Regions from separate parts of the Anas platyrhynchos genome. Here region 2 is linked to region 1. Evidence: chromatin contacts called from public Hi-C data. All regions are on one chromosome and are shown on one strand. Each heading gives the region's core, a stretch centred on a gene start, on an enhancer-like site or on the middle of the called end of the contact. The rest is flanking DNA. Distances are from core to core; before and after follow the strand shown.

Region 1 (6,715 bases), core at 988-3,487:
AATAAAAATATTGCGGAAACTCCTCTGATGCTGTAATGCATTTAAGTTTAAAAAAAGAAAATCTGCATGGAAGTGTTTTCCTTCAGCGAGCACTGTTTCCAATACAAAAATAGTAAAACTACCATTTATACTTTTTTTTTTTTTTCCCAAATGGTCTAGAAATAAGCCAAGAGCACTTGATACAGGCCTGAAACAAAACAACCAACCTATTTATTCCTGGACTCCAAAAATAATTTAGCTGGACGTAGCATGCGTAAGTAATTTTAATTTGTCCCTGAAAAGCCATTTAATTATTCAGATTATCTGATTGCCTCAGTCGGTCTTGTATTGATTGATTGGAGAACTTTATAAATCAAAATCTGCATTACTGCTGCCCAGAGCATCTGCCTCGCACAGCAGCGGAGAGACGGGGCTGATTTCCAGTCCCTACCCACAAGTTAGTTTATTGAGACATGTAAATGGCGATGGTTTATAGATGGGTCGGTAAGTGTTCCTTCGTACCACTGAAGGAGAATTTACTTAAGGACATCAGGAAGGGGGGGGTAAGAGCCCTAAAGTAATAGCTGATTAATAAATCAGGGCATAGTCACCAAAAACTCCCAGCTCCCTGGCTAACGGCCATGAAGGCTCGCTGTCCCCCTGAGCACAGGGCCAAGTCCTGATGAACTCCCTGTGGCACTTGGTGACCCTGGGACAGGGAACCCAAAACCTGATCTTTGCTTTCAGAGCTCTCCTGCTCCGCTCAGCCTCTGTGACCTGGCTGCCTGTTGCCAGCCTCGGCCAGGTAACCTCTAAGCGAGTAGCAATTAAGGTAATGAGTGGCCTGACGGGTGTCCCCCACAGCGATGGGGCCTCGGCAGCAACACGTCTCCGGCAAACTGGAATGTCTGGTCCTGAAACTGCACTTCTGTAAAAGGAAGTGAAAAACTAAAAGGGGTGGGGGGTTAAAGGAAAAAAAAAAAAAGAGGTAAAACCCTCCCCAGCTAAGTGAGTTCAAGCAGCGTCCCCAGCCCAGTGAAGGGAGGAAGGATTTGGGGTGACCCCGGTGGGGCTGGGCAGGACGGGTGGTTATGGGGTCAGAGGGGTTAAAGGCGCCCTGAGCGTGCTCCTGAGCCCGGCTTTCTAGGACAGAGCTGAGGCACAGAGGAAACAGACAAAATTCGGGCAAGTTTGGGATGCCAACAGCTGGCTGAACAGCTCTCGTTGGGGTTACTGGTCTGAGGGGACACGGGACTCAAAGGGGGCGATTTGCCACGGCTTGCTAAGCGACACCAACCAGGAAAAAACAACTTTTTATTTAAAAATCTTTATTCAGAAGCCTCATTGCAGCGAAGATCCGGGCCCTGCGCTCCTCCCGGGTTTCCTCCTCAGCGAGGGGCTGAGGGGCCGCTGGGCTCCCCCCTCACCCGGGGCGCTGGGGAGCCGCCTCAGGCACAAATCCCCGTCACAGCCCCCTGAGGGAGCCCTGCGACCCCCCCAATTGCCTCACACCAGACCCCAGGAAGGCGTCAGCAGGCGCTAAGCACCGCTGAGGGCTCCCACAGCTTTCATTACGCGCGCCCCTTCCTCCTCCTCCTCCCCCCCCCCATCCTCCTCCACCCCCCCCGCGCTGTGGGCGGAGCCTCCCGCTGCCCGCCCCGGCCCCTGCCCGGAAGCGGCCGCGGCGCGGCGGGGAAGTCACGTGAGCGCCCCCCTCCCCTCAGCGCCGCCTGGGGGCTGTACCACTTGGAGGCGCGGGCGGGGGGGGAGGTGGGGTGGTGTTTTTATGAAGAATTCCCAGGCCGTGCGGTGCGAGCGGTTTCACCTCGCAGCGCGCCCCTTGCAACCAGCGGGGCGACGAGAGGAGAAGGGAGAAGAAGGGAAAAGAGGGGAGAAGTGAGGCGGTGTGCCCCTTTTCCCCCCCCGTGGAGGCGTTGCGGTTGGTACGCTCCGGCTGAGGAGGCGCCCGGCGGCGTCCAACCCGCGCGGCGCGCGGGCGGGCGGCGGTAACCAGATATTCAAACGCACTACGTCAGCCCACAGTGCCCCGCGCCGCACCACCGCATTACCTCAGCCCACACTGCCCCGCGGCCGCGCGCGCTCCGAAGCTTCTAGGGGGCGGGGTCGCCATGGCGACGGGGCCCGGGGCCACGCCCCCCCCGGGGAGAGGCGGCGGCAGCCAATGGGGAGGCGGCGGGGTGACATCATGGGCTATTTTTAGCCGGCGGCCGGCCGCTGATAAGCCAAGGGCTGCACGCCGCCAGCAGGGCTCAGAGCGCGGCGCGGGCGGGCGGGGGAAGCAGCAGCGGCAGCGCGGGGCCGGGCGCTGTGAGGAGACCGCGCGGGGACCGTGAGGGAGCCGTGAGGGGACCGTGAGGGAGCGGTGAGGAGGGAGAGCAGCGGCCCGGCCGGGCGGGCTGCGGGTGAGGCTGCGCTCCCGGCTGCGTTCTATGAGCGCGAAGATGGAGCCGACGTTCTACGAGGACGCGCTGAGCGGCGGCTACGCGCCGCCGGAGAGCGGCGGGTACGGATACAATAACGCCAAGGTGCTGAAGCAGAGCATGACGCTCAACCTGGCCGACCCCGGCAGCAACCTGAAGCCGCACCTGCGGAACAAGAGCGCCGAGCTGCTCACCTCGCCCGACGTGGGCCTGCTGAAGCTGGCCTCGCCCGAGCTGGAGCGCCTGATCATCCAGTCGAGCAACGGGCTGATCACCACCACGCCGACCCCCACGCAGTTCCTCTGCCCCAAGAACGTGACGGACGAGCAGGAGGGCTTCGCCGAGGGCTTCGTGCGGGCGCTGGCCGAGCTGCACAACCAGAACACGCTGCCCAGCGTCACCTCGGCCGCGCAGCCCGTCAGCGGGGGCATGGCACCTGTGTCCTCCATGGCCGGTGGGGGTGGGAGCTTCAACGCCGGCCTGCACAGCGAGCCCCCCGTCTACGCCAACCTCAGCAACTTCAACCCCAACGCGCTCAGCTCGGCGCCCGGCTACAACGCCAACGGCATGGGCTACGCGCCGCAGCACCACCTGAACGCCCAGATGCCCGTGCAGCACCCCAGGCTCCAGGCTCTGAAGGAGGAGCCGCAGACTGTCCCCGAGATGCCGGGGGAGACCCCTCCGCTGTCCCCCATCGACATGGAGTCGCAGGAGAGAATCAAAGCCGAGCGAAAGCGCATGAGAAACAGGATCGCCGCGTCCAAGTGCCGGAAAAGGAAGTTGGAAAGGATTGCCAGGTTGGAGGAAAAAGTGAAAACTTTGAAAGCCCAGAACTCAGAGCTGGCATCCACTGCCAACATGCTCAGAGAACAGGTTGCACAGCTTAAGCAGAAGGTCATGAACCATGTCAACAGCGGGTGCCAGCTAATGCTCACACAACAGTTGCAAACGTTTTGAAGAGACTGGCTTTAAAAAAAACGCGAACTGTGATATTGTGGTATAACTCAACGACAGACCCGAAGCGGCAGATGCGTGAAGCTGATGGTAAGAGCTGAAAGGCTGAGTCCTGCCTGTGCTCTGCAAAGCGCATGTGTGGAAAGACTGGCAAGCCTTCAGCCCGAGTTGGCGAAGCAGCCAGCACCGCTCCGAGAAGTGCTGTTCCTGCTCAGAGACGTCAGATCTTCGTTTAACATTGACCAAGACCTGCATGGACCTAACATTCGATGATCATTCAGTATTAAAGGTTAAACTGCAATAGAAACTGTAGATTGCTTTATGTAGTATTCCTTAAGAAAAAAAAAAAAGTGGGAGGGAGGTTTTGTGGGGAGGCTGATAAACAAAAAAGAACTGTTCTGCCTGCCTTCAAGTAAATCGTGTATGTACATATCTTTTTTTATTTTATTTTATGAAAGTTGATTAATGTCAATAAACTACTTCATGACTTTGTAAGTTATTTTTATGTTGTTTATTTGGGCGCTGCCCAGTATTGTTTGTAAATAAGAGGCTTTTTTTTAGCACTCTGAGTTTACCATTTGTAATAAAGTATAATTTTTTTAATGTTTCTGTTTCTGGAAAAAAAAATCTAGAAGGTTCTATTATATTTAAGAAAAAAATAAAATACTTAAAATGCATTTCCTCCTCACACTTTTTTTGCCAGTACCTGAGTTGGGAAAATGCCCTTTATGCTGAACTCTAAAGGGCAGGGATTATGTTAAATTTACTCTGTAACTACAGGCATGTCCTGGAGAACGTGTGAGGAGGAGAGGGGGGGGAAACCAGATCCCGGGCGCTACACAAATACAACTTTTTGACTTGTCTTGAAGTTGTAGTTACTAATCTTAACCTGAGCGGATCGCCTGCTGTATCCCGGTGGCCCGGCTGAGGCAGCTGACTTGAACTCCAAGCAGAGCGCAGAGGGGCGGCCGCTGTGGGAAGCTGCTCCACAACTCGTAGCGGCTGCTTGTGCTCCTGCCTGCCTCTCATTAAGTTAATGCCCTCAGCAGGATCAGGCAAGAGGCTGTGTTTGTTTTCTTTAAAAAACAACAAACCTCAAAACTTCAGGAATGGTCACCTTTATGGCTACATGCTCTTTCCAAGGTAAGAGAGAATCTTTGTTAATATTTGTGACAATGCTGTTGTCAGCAGTAAATAACTTTGTAACTCTCTGTACCTTGAAATCCCTTCCCTTCAGGTGTTACTGCAACTCTGAAACTTTTTAGCACTAGGAAAGCTGGGAAAACTGCCTGGCAGGAAATGAAAAGACAAGAGAGGAACTTTTCTGGCACTTCCCATGTAGTTTAAATAAAAGCTTAGTCTGGTTTTTAGTACAATGATGTAAATATATACCTTAGACACATACTACTGAACTCTTTGGGGAAATGATCTCGGTGCCGGATTTTTCAGAACACTGTACCTGTTTCACAAATATATACTTGAGGGGAGAGCAGATGTTTTCCTGCTTGATGGCCAAAGAAGTAAGAGGAAAAAGATGCCTATCAAAAGATAGGCAGAAAATAGTAAAAGTTATTATAGAAGTAACAATATTAACTTTTCAGGGTAGGCAGTCTTAATGTTGTTTTTTTTTTTTTTTTCTCCTTAAAATACAGATAGGCATAATTTCAACAGAAGTGAGTCTTGCTTAAAGTCACTTCTCCAAATGACTAGATAACTGTGTATGTTTACCTTTACTGTTACCAAAATGATACCCTGAAACTTGCAGCTACTGTGTGTCCAGAGAGCAGTTCCTTACAGGAAGCGCAGAGCTCTCTCTCCTGACAGATTTAATTGGGGGGGGGGGGGGGGGGGGGGGGGGAAGGGGACATTTTATATGAACTTTATCGTGTGAGGGGTTGTTTCAGCTGTCTGGTGGTAATATCCTTCCACGTCGCAGCCCAAGTGTCAAGGTAGGCGAGCGTTCAGATGCTGTTTGCTGCTGCCAGAGGAATAGGCTTGTAACAACACCAACCAAACAAAGGGTTACTAGGAGGATACTGCAGTTTGCCAAGAGTACATTTTGCTGATGTCAGCAACCCGGAAGGTAAGTTGATTTTGACCATATGTAGGAATAGACAGCAGAGGGATAATACACAGCACTGCTGGGTGTGGTTTTACAGGGATTTAGCAAGTGCCAACTAGCAAAATAAGCAGGGCAAGGAGATTAATTACCTGCAAAGGTGCCTGCTTAACTCAACAGTGCTGGGTTATGGAATAGATGTTACTAGCAAGCATTTTGCTTAATCACCTAATTACGCAAAAAAATAAATACATTATATAAAATACTATGTTAATTAAACACAGCTGAGTGACAGTCGGCTCCACCCCGTCCTAACGCGCGCACAGACACTTGGCGGTGCGGTTCCGTCCCGTCCCTCTCCAGCACGACGCTCCGTGGCACCAGCACGACATCAGCAAGTAGCAGGGCTGCTGGGCTCCATCCAGCCCCGCAGAGAATCTGCCATCAAGCAAGGTGGGTTTTGGTCCCCAACGTCCACAAGGAGATGAGGGGCACCAGAGCACAGATGCTTTCTTAGCCCTTGTGTCAGGATCAGGCCCGAGACAAGGCAAAGAAAGTTGGCATCGCCTCCGGCTGTTTTGTACACAGCGTGATGGGCTGCGAGCCCGCTGCTGCCTGGTTTGGTTCCCTTCAGCAGAGATTAAAATCCAGCGCTCTTCGCATATTACCAGATCGCTGGGTAATCAATACACATGACTGTAATGAAAGACATGCGTGCGTTTATATGTGGTGAAATGTAAAGTTTTAACACCTACTTAACTCGAGATTAAAATTGCCTAATGCATTGTGCGCCTCGCTTTTATAAGGAAAAGTCAGCTCTCTTTGAGATTTAGAGAGAAACTCTCTTTTTGTTGCCCCAGCTGTACTCACAAGGGAATATTTTGCAAATAACAGCATTGTGAACATGTATTTTGTTTGGCTGTGAGTGTTGTCAACGGATTCAGGAAGTGAAGTCAGAAAAAGGCAGGGTTTCAAACAGGGCAGGCTGCGCAGAAATGCCTAGGCAAAGAGCGGCTAATCAGAACAACATGTTTGGGTTACGGAGATATTAATTAGAATTTGGGTCTGTGCTAACAACGGCACACTTCTGTCCCAGGAGCAGAGGTGAGCTGCACTGGGGGTTTGACCATGATTACTGCAGAATACTTTTAAATCCAAATTACTTGCCATTCCAGAAACGGCAGTAACAAGCCAACTTATTCTAGTGGCACAGAGTTGCGTACCAGCCAGTTTTAGCCCCAGAGCACAGCAGCAGAGCCCTTCGGTGCTGAATCGCCCGATT
Region 2 (7,188 bases), core at 697-3,196, 140 kb before region 1:
TGTAAGAAACACACAACAGAGCAAAAAAAAAGTTGCTAAGAATACACACAAAAACTTTCCAGCCTATTCCTAGTTTATTTAGTCTCTCCTGACACTATAAATTAGTTTCTACCCCAATTCTTACAGCTGGGAACAGCTGAACCTTCAAGAATCCAATCCCCCCTGCTTTCCGTTTCCATCCTCCTATTCCCGTCACCCCTTCCAAGAGGAAAAAAAAAAAGACAACTTTTTTGCCATATCCCAGCATAGAATCATGTAGAAAAGTGGGTTATTAATATTTAAGACACCTCAAATTACAGTACATTTCAGTACTGTATTTCAATACATTTAGAAACAAGTTAATTTCAATAAATTAAGCAGACGGTCTTCCAGGATAAGGGAATACATGGGGATGAAAAATGAGAAGACCACCTCCACGTAACGTGTGTTTACTACTTTCCCAGCTCCTCTGAGGAAAGAGAGTCCTCTCCTCTCCTTCCCTGACACTTGTTTCTTAAGTGTTCTCCAGAGAAGAAGCACTGTTGCTAAATTTATTAAACTATCTGTCAAGTCGCAGGCACCTCAAGAGAGAAGAATCCGCAAGGTCACCGGTTCCTGGCTGGTGCCGGGCACGTCACTCGTGAGGCACGCAGCACGAGTAAACTCCATCAGGTTACTGGGGTGGGCGCCCTGCCAGCCCCCCAGCTTTACGAGAATACCGGGACAAGTGTCCAGAGAGGTGACACAAAGGAGCCGGCCCTGCAAAGGTGTGAGAAAGCAGAGCTGTGAGAGGAGAAACGAGGCAGCAGGGAAAGCGAGCAGCAACAGGACGCCGGTGGCAGCAATGGGATAGTGGGAACACAATCCTGGAAACCACCACCTTCATTAAGGGCAAGAAACATTTAAGGAGAACTCCCTGGGATCTGGAGGATTAAGCAAGCACCGAGTGACGCACGTGTCCCGTGTGCCTACGCCAGGTCACTTGGGCACTGACATCTGAAGCAGGTGAAGGAGTGAGAGGCTGGCGGCACAGAAAATGGTGCCTCCTGCTGCAGGGCCGTGACAGGAGAATTGACGGGAGGCGACATGAGAGCCCCAAGAGCCCTCCGGTGCCTCCTTGCCCAGTGTTCAGCACCCTAATCCTGCCACAGCCTGTAGGCACCGAGGGGCTGTGAGGGGCAGGCCAATTCTCATTAATTTAGGTTTTATATACACGCTGTGCTTCTGAGAAACGTCAGGAAAAGCAGAGCTGGGGAAGCCGGGCAGGGAGACCAGCACGTAAATCCTATAATGCCCCCATAGGTACACACGAACCCCACAAACGTTATATAAAACAGCGTTATAGCACGCTTTAAATGCTCAGCCAACGCGGGCCGGGGGCACAGCGAAGGGAGCTCCCGTGGCACAAGCCGCAGGGCGGCCCCAGCTTGAAAGAAAATTAAAAAATAAATAAATAAAATAAACAACCCGCGGCTCTCCAGAGAGGCCGGGCCCCGACCATTAATGGCCGCCGCCCCGGGGGCGGGCAGGGGCAGGGGCTGGAGCACCGCGCACGGCTCGTCCCCGCAGGGCCGGGCCCCGACCGCCGCCCGCTGCCGGGCAGGAGCCGCCCCGCAGCCCCCGCAGCCCCCGCAGCCCCCGGCCCCGGGCAGGGCGGGCAGGGAGGGGGCGGCGGCCCCGGCGTCCCCCGCTCGGCTTCGGGGGCCGCGGCTGCTTCGTGCGGGGGCCCCTGCGCCGAGCTTGGCCCCGGCCATTTCACGAAGCTCCGGCGTGTGCGAGGCCGCCCGTGCCCTGTGAGGAATTCGGCCCGTACCAGCGCTCCTGCCTCGGAAAGGAAGCCGTGCTTCTCTTTTCTTTACAAGCGAATAAAGCAGCAGCAGGGGAGGGGTTTGGCTCTCGTCGGTTTGTTAAAGGGGATTTGCTGGATCTCAGCTGCAGCCCCAGTGCCCTACAGGACTGCAGAGACGTATAGGAGGGTGCTGGAGGGTTTCGCTTTAGCAGCTGTGCTGAGAGCCGGGGGAAGAATAAACACGAGGAAGAAAACCGAAGGTTATGCCTGAAATGAGCATTCCCCAACTTGACCATAAATACATAATCACTTGTAAAACAGATAAAGCAGGATGGCGAGGTGTGAGCCAGCCCTTCTGTGCGGGGTTACTCCATTTGAGAGTTTTACCTAAAAAGTTGTTTTAAAAATCCCAGATGTGAGGAATAAACCCTGAGTTTATGTGAGGTTTGCACAAAATGGGGGACAGGATCAGGCCCTGACACCTTCCTCCATCGCCCACCTCAGGAGAGTGGATGGAAACCTTCACGCTGCCATGTCCAAGCCCGTCTGAAGAGGCCCCAGGGGGCCACCAAGGGTTTCTACACATACCCTCCTCATCTTCCACGTCAGGAAATCTTTGAACAAAAATCTCTTTTGAAACATTTCCAGAATTTCCCCACTTCGGCCCAGGCAGAAATACTGCGAGAGCAACCTTGCTCAGGGAAAGATGAGTGTTGTCTCGTGGTCAGAGCTCAGGGTTAGCGGTCAGGGGCTGTGGGTTCTCATTCCAGCTTGGCCACTGAATCATTTTGAACCCTTCGCCAGTCACTTCGTATTAGCACCAGTTAGTAATTTTCCGTCGGAATGATTTTCTGACAGAAAGCAGCACTTTACAAAACTGGAACCTCTGTGAAAATTGACTTTCCGTTGGGGATACCTTGCATCTAGGCAGGGAGGGAAAGGACATTAGACCCGAACTGAAATATTCATCGCTTCCTTGTGTTAGTCCAAATGTTTTGCTTTGAATAGATTGTTTAAAAACAAATACCACCCTCCTGGCTTTAACTCCGAGTCAGCTCACTGCGCCGTGGGAGTTTGTGCTCTCATGCTCTGCTTCGCGCCCCGGGAGGTCTGCACCTCCTGTAGCGGGATGCAAATGTCTCTGTCCTGAGCTGTGCACATCACGGTCTGAGTCAGACCAGTCCCGGCATGCGGGACCTGGCCCTTGGGAAAAATTAGCAGCAGCAAGGACTGGTCTGACTGGGGGAGTGGGCCACGCAAAGAAAGTATAAAGTGCATGGACACAAGCTGTTTCACGTTAGTTCAGTGATCCAAAACGAAGTGCTGTGACTGTGGATTTACCAAAATGTTTTGTGCAACCGAGAAGCAGTAAAATGAAACCAGGGAAAAGGACACAAGGGTTCCTCTACCATCCCTGACAGTCAAATCCTGTAAACTCTTCCATAAACACACTGAGCTCCAGTTTATAGTTCTGGCTCTTCACCCCCCAACTATCTTCTTTCTTTACTGTTTTGTTCCAGAATCCCATTCCTCTGTTCATTAAAAATAATTTTTATGATTTCTGTGTATTCATAGCTGGCTGACACTTTCTTTTAATACAAATAACACTTGTTCTCCTCCCACAGTGTATTTATACACACTGCTTAAATCCCTTCTTAGCCCTTGTTTTGCTAAGTTATGTATTAACCATTTACATTTTCTTTCATAGCAGCAAGGTTTGGACTACCTAATAATCTTTCTCTGCACTTGTTTCAGTCAGAATTTGTATTTTCTAAACATGAGTGATCACAGCCCAACATCACGTATAATGTTCAAAGTGATGTCTTGCTGGTGACTTGCACAGTGGCAATAATAATTTCCTATGCTTGCTTTTAGCTACAGACAGGGATCAACACTGCCTTTTTTACATCTATATCACACTAGTATCTCAGTTTATCCAGGTGTTTTTCATCTCCAATTTATAGGGAAAAAATATATACGGGGAAAAAAAATAAAAAAATATATATTTTTGAAATACATAACATTCCCTTAATACATTTCTACATTTCATTACACTTCTCTTGCCCTTGCATGATTTCATTCCAAGTGGGGTGACAAATGAAAATATTTTCAAGAACAGTTACAGGACCTCCACTCACCAAAATCAGTCCTGGAAATGCTATTTTTTAAATGAAAGAATCAAAACACTCCCATGTCCATATGAGACTTAATCCATTACTCCTTTGAAATATTCCAAAAGCTAAGGGTTAAGAGGTGTTATATTAGTGCAGAATAATGATGATTAATTTTTGTTTCATATCAAATGCAGGAAGAGTAGATATGTGTGCAGAGTATCTCCTACAACTTCAAAATCTATGTGTAAACCTGAAAATGTGTTGTGGGTTTATGTACCTTAAGTGAAGCACAAGACCATTGTAGTTTTGCTTCAGTTAGTACTGCTTTATACAGTCTTCCTCCCTTTCCCAGATTTTGGACGGAGTCATTTAAAATGTATCCTTTTACCTTTTCATTTGTGAGTAACTAATGAAAATTCCCTTTTAAATGTGCTTTCTGTGAGACAGGAATGTGCTTTTTTTCGTGATTACCCAAAGCCCGTATTTCAAGCTACAGCTTCAGGTAGCGTAAATCAGCCTTGCTCTGATATGGCCTGCAGTCCTCTCAACCAGCATTGAAGAACAATTTAGTGTTTATAGATGACAGTTGGCATCTTTGAAATATTCTCTTTTACAGAACTAGACTAGATGTGACACTTGCTGGAGAAGAAATCTTGCATAAATCTGTCTGAAAAGACTCACTTAATCATATTACTTCACTAGCAGTGGTAACCTTTGGAGGCCAAAGTCCAGACAGGTTGAGAAATGGCACATGAGTACATAAAGGTGACAATTCCATTAACTGCAATCAAAGAGGGAGGTGAATGGTGAGATAAAGACAAATGACTTACTCTACAAAGAAAAGAAAATATGTGTGTGAAGGGGAAAGATACAGAACAAATGTTTTCCAGCCTTGTCAAGGAAATAAAGATCCAGTCCCACTCCATTGGGATCAACACAAAAACATCTCTCTGCCTCCCCGAATGCAGGATTTGGCCCAGGATCCCAGCCTGCTGGAGAGTGTTAGTGCAACCTGTCATGTCAGGAGCACACGTGCACAAGTGAGATGTCCCAGGAGAAAACTATATGCAGAAAGTCCTACTGAATTGCCCACCATAGCCATGCTGGAAATGCCAATGCTAGCCTAGTTTTGAAGTCAACAGGATCTTTTGAAAAAAAAAAAAAAAAAAAAAGTGGAAAAAACGTTGGCATTTCTGAATGATTCAGAATTCTCAAATGTTCCAGCCACGATCTTTCAGTCCAACTGAGTGCACCCCAGAGGATGAACAGGAACTGCTTTGGGAGTTTCTTTTGGGCCCCAAATCAGAAAGCGTGGGTACGTGTTGATAACTGAAACTACCGCCACAAGAAAATAAAAGTTCTTCGGCCGGTTCAGTGCCAAATTTCAGCACAGATGAAAGGGAGATTGGTGGGATGTATCCTCATCCCATATCCGTCAGTGAGGTCAAGGATGGCATAGACAGCACTGCTAAGACAAGTTCACATTACCCAGGTTTTTTCAGAGGAGGAGGAACCTAAAAGGGAGTACCATGCTGGCTACAGAGTTGCTTTGCTACACTGGAAATAAAGCCCCAAGCAGATCTATCTGTTATCTTGTAAATCTTTCTAAATTTATGTCAAAAAGGAAATAATATAAAATCCAGCTATATATACAATTACTTTCTCTTTTTCGATTTTCGCACTTCCATATAGTGTTTTCAGGAATTTCTCTGCAGAAATCCTCATCTACAACCAATGCATTTAGCAAAACAAAACAAGCAGATAAGCAAATTGTTTTACTCATAGCAGCAGAGCCGTAAAAGAACTGGATCTTTGAGCATTCAAAAATTCTGCTTACTTAGGTATTGATTAACATAACAATTGAAGGGAAGGAAAGATTTATAAAGGATCATGTAGCATGTGCTTGCTTCGGCGGTTTTAACAAGCACCTAAAGTAGTTTTCAATCTCATTTAAAGCAGGATAATACTGGTGTAGGAAACCGAAGCTGGGAAATCCTTGGGATGAAATGCTTACTGAACTATCATATCGGGACTGTTCATTCACACAGGGAAACAGGGAAGTAAAAAGCAGCTCAATAATATGTAATGATAAGGGATTTTTGAGTGGAAATCTAAACTCTGAAGAGTGTATAATAGGAAAAAAAGGAAATTTCCTATGGGGGACTTTTTCTGGTTTTAACAGAGATGTTAAGTTACCCTTAGACACTAGAGCAGCCAAAAAGGAAAATCCCTGCTTTACACAGCTCTAAATATAACTAGGAAAATAATTCAGATTTCATCAATCTGTGACTCATTTGCTTAAGTTTTGGGTAGCTCACCTTTTAATACAAAAGTCAGAAGCTGATATAAACAAGCATACAAGATTTCACGCTCCACCAAAATTCCAGTGTCTTGTCTAGGGCCGGTTCCTGCATGCCCTCCTGGCTGGCTACCAACATCCTTTATTCTCGAGGGAGCCAGCCTTCCAAAAAACTGCTTGGCACTTGAGTCGGTGCTGCTCTGTTTTCCTAACGCTGACTGCAGGCAGGATGTTTTCGGACTCTGGTACCCAACAGTCAGGCATTCCAGGGAGCTCGGGGATTTTTCTTTTGGAACCGTACTGCCAATGCCATAAGAATAAGTGGGGTTCTGTGATACCATGTGGTCCTGATGGGAAGATGGGATGACTTTCTTGCTTGTGTAGGGATGCACAAAGGGAAAATGCACATGCCACTTTTGTAAACTCTCCTTCTGCGGTGTGAATGCTGATAATTCTGGCTTTAAGTCATGTTTTCATCAACTGGCTCCCCTTTGGGAAGACTGCCAGATCGCCGCATATTAGGCAAAGCGAAGCTCCCCTTCCAAATGCTCGGCCAGAAAGGAAGCCCACTGCTGCAGTGTGGCAGAGGGGATGCTCAACAGTCTTTGCACACATTTGTTGCTGTAACCACTCATGGTGCCAGCACGTCAAAATGTCCTCTTTGCTCCCCGGTCCGTGCACACATAGAACTTCTGCACATCCCTTTACACTCCTTAAATATCAGAAAGATGACTTTATCATTAGCATTTATAGCCAAGTATTTCCTGAGGCCACTGATGGCAGGGTCAGCTACAACTGTGCAGCCTGTGCCTCGTGGGACAGAAGCCAGCCAGCAGGTGAGGGCAGGCAGGTTGAAATTTGGGACCAGCACCCGACCGACCCCTCGCTGCCCAGGAGCTGACGTATAGCCCTGCTCTGGCTGGGAGGCTGCTTCGTTGGAGCCGCCTTCCCTCCTAACGCTATGGCAAGATCCAGATGTGCAAAATCGCAAAACCACAATGTGTTGA

Evidence for each region. A called contact is a pair of places that touch in the nucleus more often than the background predicts.
Region 2: a Hi-C map of subcutaneous adipose tissue shows a contact between it and region 1, with 1.6 times the contacts expected there. The contact joins the promoter of FGGY here to the promoter of JUN in region 1. A contact is called at or near these places in 3 of 8 Hi-C or Micro-C datasets (liver, skeletal muscle and subcutaneous adipose tissue).

Annotation. Positions count from the first base shown.
Region 1 is chr8:35,682,931-35,689,645 of IASCAAS_PekinDuck_T2T, reverse strand. It overlaps JUN (Jun proto-oncogene, AP-1 transcription factor subunit), which reads left to right and starts at 2,237. Exons shown (of 1, transcript XM_027462691.3): 1 at 2,237-4,051. The coding sequence starts at 2,430. The coding sequence ends at 3,377. All of the region lies in intron 3 of LOC113844285 (a long non-coding RNA gene), which reads right to left.
Region 2 is chr8:35,823,377-35,830,564 of IASCAAS_PekinDuck_T2T, reverse strand. FGGY (FGGY carbohydrate kinase domain containing) reads right to left here and starts at 1,946. Exons shown (of 17, transcript XM_027462681.3): 1 at 1,793-1,946.